Linked DNA regions of Canis lupus: region 1 is linked to region 2. Evidence: chromatin contacts called from public Hi-C data. All regions are on one chromosome and are shown on one strand. Each heading gives the region's core, a stretch centred on a gene start, on an enhancer-like site or on the middle of the called end of the contact. The rest is flanking DNA. Distances are from core to core; before and after follow the strand shown.

Region 1 (2,904 bases), core at 143-2,642, 140 kb after region 2:
GAAGGAAATGGGGGAAAATTAAAGGCAGTCTGTGCTGAAATGGTGAGGAGAGCAGTTATTACCTGAGCCTCTTCGATGGGTGTGACCCTGAAGACTTGTCCATATGGTGGACAAAAGCATAAGGCACTGTGGAAGTTGTCTAGCTGTTGGGATCCTATTGTAAACCTCTTTTTTTTTTTAATTTATGATAGTCACAGAGAGAGAGAGAGAGAGAGGGGCAGAGACACAGGCAGAGGGAGAAGCAGGCTCCATGCACCGGGAGCCCGACGTGGGATTCAATCCCGGGTCTCCAGGATCGCGCCCTGGGCCAAAGGCAGGCGCTAAACTGCTGTGCCACCCAGGGATCCCCTCTTTTTTTTTTTTTTTAAGTGAAGAAAACTCTGATCAACCTCTAGTTTGTTCATGGAGAGGACTTTGCCCAGATGTACCCAGAAAGTTTGAGAATACCACACGAGCATAACCCTGAGACAATTTTTCTTTGCCAGGAAAATTTGCTTAAAAAGGAACACTAGAATCTTTAATTCTACTGCATGGACATGTGATAATAATGTGCATGGTGACCTTCTATTGTAAATTTGAAAGACTTAACCTTTCTGCATCTATTGCTGAGGGACAAAGGAGAACATTTTCTTAGGGCTTTGAACTACTTCATTTGAAATCTGACTGAGAAAAGAGAGCATCAAGGACTGTATCTTACTTATTTTGTAACTTTCTCTGCATCTAGCAATTTTTTGAGGATTAATAAAGGGTGCTGCTTTTTAAAATTCCAGGTATTATTATTCAATAGATTTAAATTATTTTAAAGACATTTGAAAGAGTTTACATTAAAAAATTGAATCAGTTTAACTTATATTTCCCTCTAGTTGAAAATTCACAGACTCCTGGGGCGCTTGCGCGGCTCAATCTGTTAATTGTTGGACTCTTGGTTTCGGCTCAGGTCATGATCTCAGGGTGGTAAGATTGAGCCCCGAGTTGGGCTCTGTGCTCAGCAAGGAGTCTGTTAGAGATTCTCTCTCTCTCTCCCTCTGCCACTCCCCCCCTGCTCACATACACCCTCTCTCTAAAATAAATAAATCAAAACTTTTAAAAACAAACAAAAAAAGAGAACTTGCAGACTCCCAAGCAACTGTTTTCTCTCTGAAAAAAAAAATTCAAAAATCACCCAGAAGTAAGAGGGAGTGGCCCTGATCCCTGTGCTTTTATTTATGTGTGGTTAAAGTTCAAATTTCTCAACATACCATAATCTCAGTGTACTGGCCAAATTCCATGGTGGATAATTAGATCTAGTTTACCAGCGCAGACATGGATGTAGAGAGAGAGCAGTCACACTGTACTTCTGGGAATCTATTAGCCAAGTTGACTGTGTTTGACACATGAGTGGTGGGACTCACCTCACTTGCTGACTGGACTTGCCCAGCAGGTTCTACAGGTGAGATCACTGCTTGGCTGGCTTATTGCTGGACCTGGTAGGCAGAAGAGGCCATGAAATAAATGGCTTCACTTTGGATCTTGAAAATTCTCTCTTCCTTCTCTTGCCTTCTCCTGCCAACTCTCTATGGACTGAAGCATTCATTAATAAATTCATTCATTCAATAAATATTTCCTGAAAACCTATTATGTGTCAGGTATTGACCTGGGCTCTAGAAATATAATAGTGAACTACATATTTTCTACTTACAAGGACTTAATAATGAATAATTATAATACCCAGTGAAAAAATTTTCTATTGACAGATCTTAGTAATCCAAATCTTTATTATTTCTGTCTTCAAAAAGTAGGAAGTACGCAAATGCTCTTTGGAGAGGTGTGGCATAGAAATGTATTTATAGATTTCAACATAAAACTAATGAATGAATGAAGACCGGTTCATCTGTCATTGTGAGTTCAGTTAATCCTGCCCTCCCTGCTGTACCCTGACTCCACCTTGTCCAGTGCCCTCCCCATCATTACATGTACACATGTATACACACAAATACAGTTTCAATTGTCTTCAAATCTATGCAGCATTCAGTTGTCGAGCACATATTAATATACTCACCTAGATGGAGACTGAATTTACCCTCAAGGAACTTATAATTTAGAAGGTAAGACATTTGCCTCTTTCAAAATGTGACACTACTTCCCATGGCTTAGATTGTGAAAACAGCTGTTGGTGCTTTAGTTAATTGATTCCCAAGCTTCAGTTCATGTACCACCTTCATAATTTTTTTAGATTTTATTTTGTTTTTAAGATTTTATTTATTTATTAGAGAGAGAGAGAGAACGAGAGAGAACATGAATGAGAGAGGTGATGGAGAAGCAGGCTCCCCACGATCAGGGAGCTGGATGAGGGGCTCAAGCCCAGGACCCTGGCGTCATAACCTGAGCTGAAGGCAGATGCTTAATCAGCTAAGCCACCCAGGTGCCTTCCATCTTCATAATTTTTGCTATAGTCACATACCACCTGGGCCATTATGCCTCTGTAAATATACTGCTATTTTAACTTAAATTTATTTAATAATATCTTAAATCACTAGGTTGATGTGCTAGCTCTAAAATTTTCGGATATACTTTAATATAAATATGTGACTACTAAATTAAATATGTGTTACATATATATTTAATATATAAATAAAACAAATTAATTATATAAAATAATAAATGATATGTGATATAAATAGAAAATAAATATATACAACATATATGTTTCTATAATATATGTATTTAATTTAGTATTCATTTATTAGTACAAATCAGTACGTATTAGTACTAAATGAATGAATAAATGCCTTGGGTCAGTAGGACAGAGATTAGCAACTGGAGAAACAGAAAATCAATAACTAAAGAAAAGAAAATGTGAGCAGCCTGGGTGGCTCAGTGGTTTAGTGCCACCTTCAGCCCAGGGCGAGATCCTCCAAATATATA
Region 2 (2,972 bases), core at 407-2,906:
ACTCTGGTGGTAATATCTTGTTATGGTTGATTACTTTTTTTCCCAATAGTATCTATTGGTAGACGAGATAATCCCAAAGGCTACGGTTTTATTTTTTTTTTTTTTTTGTAAAACATAAATCAGTTTTGTTTCTAATTTTGCCACCGTATTCTATCATTCTCTTTTCTATTGTTCGGCTTCTTATATCCTTCTTTGAATTTGCTTTGCCACTCTGCTGGTTCCTTTATTGATAAGCTAAGTGCGTCTCTGAACCGGCTGACTATATATTTATTTGAATGTTATGTTTTCAACTTTCTGAAAATTTACTTTGACTCATTCTTCTAAAATGGATTTTGATTAAGAGAACCCTGTAGTGGCTGTTATGAGTTCAAATCACCTATAGTTTGCCAGTCCCATGCTCCTAAGTACTTGTATGCCTTTTTCTCATAATGCATAATGATGAAAACTGCAGGAATCTCCTTGGGAGGTGAACGAATTGGTCTTAAACTACATGTCACACACACACACACACACTGCCTCACAATCAGCTGGTGGATAGGTGCCTGGTTTCTTACAAGAGGTTAGAAAATTGCTTAAATTTTATCTAGAAATGCTAATTGTCTCCCATTAATGGCTTGTGAATTAAATCACTCAAAAAACTTGACCAGATTTGGGACAATTTTCCCTTCACAGATATCACATGGTCAAAAGCAAATGATTGAGCCCAGACCTACAAGTTACAGTAGAAAAGTCCAGAAGTCCAGTGTAACCCCTTCCAAGTTTCCACCTCCTTCTCTGAGGGTCTTCTAAGGCTTATGGTATCTGACCTGTTTACAGGGTCTAACTTAGGCAGAGACACAGTACTGAGTAGACACTGGACTTGCTGATCACATCAAAGCACCTAAATTGGTCAAGATCCCCTAATTACATAGCAGTGATAAACCCCAGGGTATGCGGGTCCCTGCCATGGTTCCCTTCTGATCAGAGGGCTTCCTGGTCTCCAATAGAGCAATCAGCAGACAGACTCCTAGAAAACCACATTTGGGGGACTCTCCGGCTTCTGCCCTTTCAAAGGAACACTCCAATCTATTCATTACCCATTTCATTGTGTAACTTAAGAGACAGAAAAAAACTTGCATCGTAAAAAAAAAAAGTCAGACTTAGAGCGAGCAATAAATAAATTAATAAATAGAAGAGAGTGGAAGTCCATACTATTTCAGTGAACAGGTTAGATGGGCGGCACCCCCACAGTGATACTGTAGATGAAACTGTACTTGTGTCTCGTCTCAGTGTTTTGCTGCTGTAGGGGAAGAAGGCAGTGTACTCTTCCACAGCCGTCCTTCTCCACCCCCGGGGTCATGTGCAGAGTTTTTGTGTCTCAGAACATTGCTGCCACCCAGCATTTACTCTAGGAGAGCTTAATCCATCAAGGGAGGTAAAGTGGATTATCCTAGCGGGGAAGGGATGGAGACTTTGAGAGTGAGGGACCGTCGCAGTGGAGGGCCGGTGCTATGCGCTGGGGAAGAGGGGGACACGGGAACGACGATGAACCCGTGAGTCTGGATTCTGAGTCTAGGTGTACTGGACATTGGCCGAGCTGGGAGAGGTTAGGGATGGCCTTGGCCGCGTCAAGCCAAAGCGCGGGGGGGGGGGGGGGGTGTGGCAGTGTCTCCGCCTCCCCTGAAATTGAAGATGAGCAGGCTACAGTCTGCGCATCAGGTTATCCAGGAGCACGTTAGTCTGTTTATTTCCTTCTTGTCATCCCCGAGTCCGGGGTCAGCGCCGTCGGTGCTCTGCCTCCCAGGACTTCGGGGTCCAGGTGGTGGGAAGAGCAAGGTGAGCCGCGTCAGCAGCTGGAGGGAGGTCGCGGAGCAGCCCCCCCCCAGGAGGAGGGGGAGGAGGGGGAGGAGGAGGAGGAGGAGGGGGGGGAGGAGCGGGTGGAGGGGGAGCTCCCTCCCGCGAGGACTTGTGGAAGGCGCCCCCGCCCGACCTCCCCGCGGAGGCCGAGCGCGCCGGGCCTGCTCGCGGAGCGGGGGGGGGGGGGGGGGGGGGGTGTGTGTGTCTTGCAGAAGTTACCGGAGCCGGTTGAAGTGCAGCGCCGAGTGGGGGGGCAGGGCAAGGGCTCACCGCCGGGACCCCGCTGCTCAGAACCCGCGTGGGGAGAGAAAGCACCGCGAACCGGAAAGGTCTGCAGAAGGGGCGGGACGCGGGAACCTCGAATTGAGGAAGGGGGCGGCGGGGGCGAGCCCGCACTAGCAGCCAATCCAGCTGTCCTGGGGAGGAAGAGGAGGAGCCAGGGCCGCCCCCGGGACTCCGCGCCGCGAGTCCGGAGCTGCCGCTGCCGCTGCCGCTGCCGCTGCCGCTGCCGCTCCGCCCGCTCGGCCGCCGGCCTCCGCCTCGCCTCCGCCGCCGCCGCGCCGCGCCGCGCAGCCATGGCCTCGGGGGCCGCCCCCACGGCCGTGAAGGTGAGAGGCGCCGTCCCGGGCCGCAGCCGCCCGGCCCCGTGCGCTCGCTCCCGCCCGGGGGACCGCGCCCCGGGGCCACGCGCCTGGCCTGACGCCGCTGAGACCCGGCCCGGCCGGGGTCGCTCGCCGGGGCGGGGCGGGGCGGGGCGGGGCAGGGGGAGAGAGAACGCTCGCGAGGGTAGGCCCCCGCCTGCGCGCCCCGGTGGGCTCCGCGGCAGCCGCGCGGCGCAGGGAGCGGGCAGCCCTTTGGGGGGCGCAGTGCGCGGGGGCCGCGGGGGGCGCCGGCTGGGGGGGGGGGGGCCGGGGCTCCTGGCGCCTGCCCGCCCGCCGGACTCCGGCTTCCGCCCCGCCTCGGCTCGCGGAGCCCACGTGAACTGGGTGCTGGCCCTTTGGCGAGCTTCCGGCTTTTTTTCTTCTTCTTCTTCCAAACGCGGGGCTTTGCCGTCCTGAAGTGTTCCCTGCGGCAGCGCTTGGGGAAGTGCCGGGACTTCTGGACTCCCCGGCCTGGAGCCCGGGGCCGCGCCCTGC

The links. Hi-C and Micro-C count contacts between places; a contact is called where the count stands out from the background.
Region 1: a contact with region 2 is called in a Hi-C map of skin fibroblasts, with 3 times the contacts expected there. The contact joins the enhancer-like site here to the promoter of MTAP in region 2. A contact is called at or near these places in 7 of 9 Hi-C or Micro-C datasets (amygdala, blood, liver and 1 more).

The regions. Positions count from the first base shown.
Region 1 is chr11:41,401,634-41,404,537 of UU_Cfam_GSD_1.0, forward strand. The region is part of intron 4 of LOC102153066 (a long non-coding RNA gene); the gene reads left to right. Among named protein-coding and RNA genes, the nearest start is that of CDKN2B, 25 kb to the left of the region's middle. Within about 2 kb of position 1,393, at least 2 of the 20 cell types and tissues checked have an H3K27ac peak or open chromatin away from gene starts, as enhancers often do.
Region 2 is chr11:41,260,445-41,263,416 of UU_Cfam_GSD_1.0, forward strand. It overlaps MTAP (S-methyl-5'-thioadenosine phosphorylase), which reads left to right and starts at 1,657. Exons shown (of 8, transcript XM_038552528.1): 1 at 1,657-1,815. The coding sequence starts at 1,672.